2 separate regions of the Gossypium arboreum genome follow, and region 1 is linked to region 2. A link is a contact called in public Hi-C data. All regions are on one chromosome and are shown on one strand. Each heading gives the region's core, a stretch centred on a gene start, on an enhancer-like site or on the middle of the called end of the contact. The rest is flanking DNA. Distances are from core to core; before and after follow the strand shown. Region 1 holds the start of LOC108486483 (anthranilate synthase beta subunit 1, chloroplastic-like). Region 2 holds the start of LOC108464911 (RNA demethylase ALKBH10B).

Region 1 (3,343 bases), core at 692-3,191, 200 kb after region 2:
TCAATTTAAGAGCATAACAATAGCAAAGAGCAGCAAGGGGAGACATTCAACGGCAGAAGAAAGGCAACAATCAACACTTGAAATTAAAGTAAATATTGCACGAATGTGGAACTGATCGACAACAAGGTTTTGAAGCAATAAGAAAAATAACAAATAAAATCATTTTGATGTATATGAAGGACTAATCGCCTATGATTCAAGTCAACAAACTCAATCCATTGATTTTTAACATCACACAAATATTCAAAATTTTAAAACTTAAAAGCTTCCCCATATAACCCTAAAACTTGTGCAATTTTTATTTCAAACTGATTTTTTTTTTATGAAGAATGAATTAATCCATATATAATAAAAAATAACTCATTCTCAATTATTTGACACAACAAGACTCGGATGCTACTTGTTAGAACCGCAAAACAAGATCTAATATAAAACTTAACAAACCAGGATCTATCATGTCAAATCATTAATAATAAATCAAAAACAAAAGAAGACGCGGAAGCGTATCTGAATCTAGTGATTTCTTGAAATCTTCAGATTTTATGATTTTGATCTTCCAAATTAGCACACAAGTAATTTAAAGGAGGTGGCTCTCTTTTTTTTTTAAAATGGGATATTAAAAAAGTTACATATGTGTAATTTCGAGACCATAACCCTAATATATAACTTTTGAACATTAACCATATTTTCTAATCTACCCATGAACAATTAGAAATTAATTATTAAAATATTTAGACATATTTGTTACTATTATTATATATGTGATATTTTGTTGAAAACAACATGAGGCGCAAGCTCATTCTACTCACTACTAATTCTTTGTGCACAAGTAATCCATATGGAATATATTAATAAATTCAATTGTGCATATGTTTTTAGTTAGGATTAATTAGGAAAATTAAATATAGAATTGGTTATTATTATCCTTTTTTTTTTTTACTTCGAGGGAAACAAATATGATTCCATTTTATTTATTTTTCTTTTAGGGTTTTAGTTGCCTGTAGGTTTCAATAGAAGAGAGTGAAATTTCGGAGTTTTTATTTTTGTTTTTCTTTTATTATGAGTTACTAAACTTTTCTTTTTAATCAAAAAGAAATTGATTTTTATTCTTTCTTACTAAATATTCATGTTTATTAAATGTAAATAACATATTTGATAGTTTGCAATTAAAATTTTTAAATTAAGTAGTTATTTAATTATTTTAGTATTTATGACAAATAACATGGTGAATATATTATAAAAATATATAAAATAATTTAAATGACTTTAATTGTATGTTTGTTGCTTGTTAGATGAATCTTTTATTGATAAATTATTATATTTTAAATTAAATCATAAATATATTTTTGAAAAATAATGAACAAATTTTACGTCATTATCGAAAATTTTGTTATTAATCAAACTAATGCATTTTGCCTTTAACTATATTCTTATTATATTGAATGATCAAGTTTTAATTACGATTTTCATTTTAGCAATTTTATTTTTATTTTTCCTTTACTTTTTATTTTACACCTATTTATTTCACTATATACAAATTTTATTTTTGAGTCAATTTTGTTTGGTTGGATTTGATATTCATCATTATTAAATCACAAGGGTGAAATCCTGTATGAATTATATATTTAAAGAAAATATAAAAACTTAAATTAAATTTATAAATATTTATAATAATTTAATTTATTAAAATACCTATAATAATTATATTGAAGAAATTGATAAATTAATTTCTATAGGTTAGATTAAAAAATAAATTAATCGTTTTATTAATAATATTATCTATTTTTATTATTAAAAACTAGTTTGACTAACAAAATAATCAATATATATATATTATTTTGTTGTGTAAGGATCGGATTGTAATAATAGAAATAAACAAAATTTTTAACAAAATATTCCTTAATCTATAAATAAAAGTAGCAACAGGCTGGCTCCATGCCAATCATATTTTAGATTTCCCAATAAGAATTCAGATTTCCTTCCATAATCCATAGAAACAACGATTGAAGAGGATACAATTCACCATCCTAAAAAGAGTTGTCCAAATTACACTACACGTTTCCATTTCTGGATCTCAACACTGAACATTGAAAAGATGTTCCTATATAAACAATATTCTCACTACTTGAATCATTCTCAGTCTTATTCTCCGAGAAACAGTGAACCTGAACTGCCCTTCCCACATTCTAATACTTTCACTCATTACTAGAAAAATGGCGGCTAATTTTATTACTCACTTATCTCTGGTTCATCCAAAACCTTCACTTTCTGCTAAATCCCTTCAAAACCCGTCTCTGTCTCACCTCTCCAAGCTCTCTCCTTCATCAAGTCTCTCTCTCTCTCTCTCTCTCTCTCTCTCTCTCTCGTACAGAGTATCACAGGGACGTTCTTTTTCTGGTTTGCTTTGCAGATGTTTGCTTTTTGCCAATCAAGAGAAGTGGGGTTGTGGGAAAACTCTCATTCGCATCGGCTGTATCGGATTCAACATCTTCAATTCCGGAAAACAAGAAAATCAGCAAGAATCCCATTATCGTCATTGACAATTATGATAGTTTCACCTACAATCTTTGCCAGGTTTAATTGCATCTTCAAAAATTTGTTTCCTTCTCTCTGTCTAATCTTTCGTCTTCTCTGAGTTTCCCTTGATTCTGAAACGCTGTTGATTGCCTAGAAATCTTTACGAAAACAATATAGAATTACTCGTTTCCAGTTTTCACTATGCGTGAGAATATAGGGAAGACTTGATAATTTTATTAAAGTTAAGAAACCCAATTAACTTGACTATAATAGGAAGAAAGTACTTTATTAGATATGTTTTTTTCCTTATAATATATCATATATGTTTGTTTGTATGTATACATGCATGTATATGGTATAGAAACGTTGTAATTTCGTTATGGCTAATTGTCAATTGAAGGCAAATATGGTTTGTGGGTATCAACCAGAAAAATGATGTGTTGTGTTGAAAGTTACCTATGCTGTGGTGATTTGAATTCGGCATCCTTTATAATGGAGGTCCAATTTGATGGTCTTGACCAATGAAATTCAGTACTCAACAGCAAGTGCAAAGTATCTGGTCAGAGATTGCCACAATTGCAATAAAAAAAAGACTTTATCTTCCCTTTTTTTTATGGTAAGAAAAAATGTTGAGAAACAGACAGTATTAGGGAATAGAATTATATTTGACCACACGAATGTGGGGACCGTCCCTGCTTGATTCTTGTCTTTCTCCTTTTAAGAAGGTCTACTGTTCGTTTTTATCATCACCTTACGAAATGAATAATAGAATTTACATTACAGAATTTCCAGTACTTGAAATGTTGTTTCTTCATCATGTTGAATG
Region 2 (3,454 bases), core at 734-3,233:
GGTGAAGTCAAGTGGGTGTAAGGTTTGATTTTTCTTGAACAGAGAGGATTGATGTGGTTTTAATTTATCCTATTCTAACTTCGGGTTTATATTAGGCATAAAAATATCTTATTATATCCATGTACAAAGTTACTAATTATGCATATCACATTATCATTTACCATAATAAACCATATGAAAGAAAAACAACAAAGCGCGGAATAGTTATCAAATGCACATCTCTTATTTTTCTTTCACCCATCTCTCAAGTGGGTGTAGGTATGATTTTTTCTAGAACAGCAAGGAGTTGATGAGGTTTTTAACCTATGCCATTCAATTAATTTTTGGTTTATATTGAACATAGAAATAACTTATTATATCCAAGTACTAAGTTACTAACCATACATTTCATAGTATCATTTACCACAAGCATATATTATTTCAATAAACACACACACAAACACAAAACAGAGCACAGACTAGCTATTAAATGCATGCCTCTTATTTTGTTTTCACCCATCTCCCACGATGCCACTCTCAGATGTAAAAAGTACCTGCCTTTATAAATCCACTTGCAAACAAATAGTGCAACTTTCAATTAGGTAGGTATATACATATTAAGGTCAAAGCGGGAAATAGAGAACCTGATAGCAATTTCCAAATAAGAAAAAGCTCGTTTTAAACATTAAATAAACAATTTCTTGTTTGGGATAATATGTCTAATCCAAGAAAGAAACATGCATATGGCAACACCAAGCTTTTTAATCAAGGAAATAGTTGATAAGTCAGCAAAATCAACACCCAAAATCCCATTTAGAAATACAACTTTCAATCATCCCAATCAGAAACCAAAAACCAAACATAAAAAGATACAGAATACAAGGTAACATTAACTGAAAATTTTAATGTTCACACAACGTAAATAAAAAAGATAAAGAAAGAAACATAAACCAAAAGTTACCTTTTATATCCTCCGAGACTGCTGAAACTTTATTCTCCCCACACGATTTATTGTCATCACATTTCTCAGTCTTCCTATCGTTTCTGTCTGAAATTGTGTTAACAGTCAAATTCGCATCATTATCCACGCCAGAATTCTGCATTTCTTTAGCCACCTCTAACCTATGCCCCTTAAACCCAAAGCCAGATCTTTTGTACTCTTTTCCCCCAAGTTTCCCTTGATCATACGGCCTTTGTCTCCTTCTCCAGGAGACCTGTTGAAGCGCGTAGGAGACCTCAGCAACAGAAAAGTACTGCTGCATATGAAGCACGGGGTTCCAATTAGATCTCCTTTGTTGAATGCAAGCAATCACGGCTTCATACTCCCCTACTTCTCCAACCTCACGCAAATGTTGACAAAGAGAGTCAATCATAGCATTGGCGGCGGCGAATTCCCCTCGCAACCAATAGATGAAGCCATCACGCTCATCGGGGAACCATTGCCGAGGATGGTGCTGGTGGATCTCACCTCCAGCAGCTCCACCTCCGCCGCCGCCAGCTCCTGCAGCTGGAGGAGCAGCAAACTGCATTTTATCAGATGAAACTACATTTCCCGATGGCATTGCCATTGAGAAAAACTCCCTAACCAATCGAGGAAAAAGAAATTTAAAATACCCCAATTCAGATCTAACTAATTCAAATCCCACAAAATCCAACCAACACTAAAAATTAATTTAAAATAAGATAGAATTGAGTGAAAGAAAATTTAGCAATAGAGTTTTAATCTTCGATTCCAATTGGATCTAATAAAATATTTAGAATGAGAAAAAAAACTAAGGAGAAAATGGTGGTCTAGTTTAGTCAGATCTGGAAGCTAAGTCTTTGCAATGCTCTTTTTTTGTTGTGTGATGGGCGTGTGAAGTTACAGTAAAAGAAAAGTGTGACGTGAAGATGGGGAGTGTCAATGCTCAATTTTTTTAAAATAAAAACACATCTAGGGTTTGATTTTTTTTCATTATTTTAAGTTGAAAAAGGAAAAACAAAACTAAAAAAATTGCTTCTTCCTTACGCATGTGGATGGGCTTAAATAGAGTCCAAACTTTTTTTATTTTTCAAAGATTTATATGTATATTTTGAGATTTAAATAAAGTGGTTTAAGAACGTATACAATGTGTGAAGAAGCCACCAAACTGAAGCTGAATCACATATGCACAATATTTTGTTTTTTATTGATAATTCGCAAATTGAAGGATATTAAAATTTTATGGTTAAAGATTTATTTTGATGTTTTATATATAAAATATTTTTTATTTTAATTTTTTGATTTATAAGAAGAAAGTAAAATTGAATTGATTCAAATTCAAATCACATTTGATATAATAAATACCCTTAATCATTAAGACATAACATGTGATTCAAAGTATATATTTTCATTTAATTTTTAGATTTAAGGGTGGAGGCAACCACTAAACTCTTTTAGAAATTAATTAAACCCTAAAACCATTCATCCATTTAATGTATTAATTAATATAATAGAGTAGTGTTGAATATACTGATGAAATGAAAAATAAATGTTCCAAAAACAATTTGTTGTTAACGAATTCGGATAATCCCTCAACAACACAAATTACATTCATCTTATTTTACTAACATTTCAAAAATGATATGGTTTAAAAAAAAACCCTAATCCATCATTGGATTATTGAGAAGAAATAAAGTGGAACATTTGTAGAATTCACACGTTTGATCAAAAGTCTTGAAAATGATCTCCACAGGATTTTCCAGGTTTCAAAGAAAAAGCAAAAATAATGATAATTTATTTTTTTCGGTGCATGTTTGTAAAAAAAAATCAACATTGATACTTAATGGAAACAATTTGAGGAAAGATTCATCCATGAAACCATGATCTTATGGAATATTTTTTATGATGGTTGTTGAGATTTATAGATTTAGTATGTTTAACCATTGTCCTAGATCATTATATGATTTATCCTATTCGTTATGTATTTTTGCTATTACTTTCTGTTTTGCAACCCATGCTTTGTAATAAGGTATAATGTAATCATATTTATTGCGGATATTAGTAACAAACACACGAATTTTAGGATTCGCTTTCACCACGTGTAAGATTAATCTGTTGTAATTTGATATGTCAAATTAGGCTCATCGGCACTCTTAATGAGTTTATTCTCAAGTAATTTTAATGTCTTTTTCATGGTTTTCATTTATTTTTCGTTCTTTAGCTTTAATAAGCTCTTCATGCATTTTATGCTTATTTTGTCCTATTATGAGACCTAAATTGGCCAAGGGCACCATTTGGACCCTAATGAGTGATTGAATGCTGCAGGAGCATGTTGGTGACCCAAAATTGAGTGGAAACCATGCCACAAGCATAGGTATTGCAACATCATTGTTTGAAGGGAACAAAAAAATGACATTAGGTGTAGTTTTTATCCACCTAAAGCACCAATAAAATAAAAGACGTTTAGAGGCATTTTGGTCATAAAAATAGGGTTATAATCAACTTTAAAAGCCA

The links. Hi-C and Micro-C count contacts between places; a contact is called where the count stands out from the background.
Region 1: a contact with region 2 is called in a Hi-C map of leaf, with 3 times the contacts expected there. The contact joins the promoter of LOC108486483 here to the promoter of LOC108464911 in region 2. A contact is called at or near these places in 2 of 5 Hi-C or Micro-C datasets (both in leaf).

What each region holds. Positions count from the first base shown.
Region 1 is chr3:37,994,809-37,998,151 of ASM2569848v2, forward strand. LOC108486483 (anthranilate synthase beta subunit 1, chloroplastic-like) reads left to right here and starts at 1,942. Exons shown (of 6, transcript XM_053026170.1): 1 at 1,942-2,574. The coding sequence starts at 2,411.
Region 2 is chr3:37,798,118-37,801,571 of ASM2569848v2, forward strand. LOC108464911 (RNA demethylase ALKBH10B) reads right to left here and starts at 1,984. Exons shown (of 8, transcript XM_017765196.2): 1 at 941-1,984. The coding sequence starts at 1,547.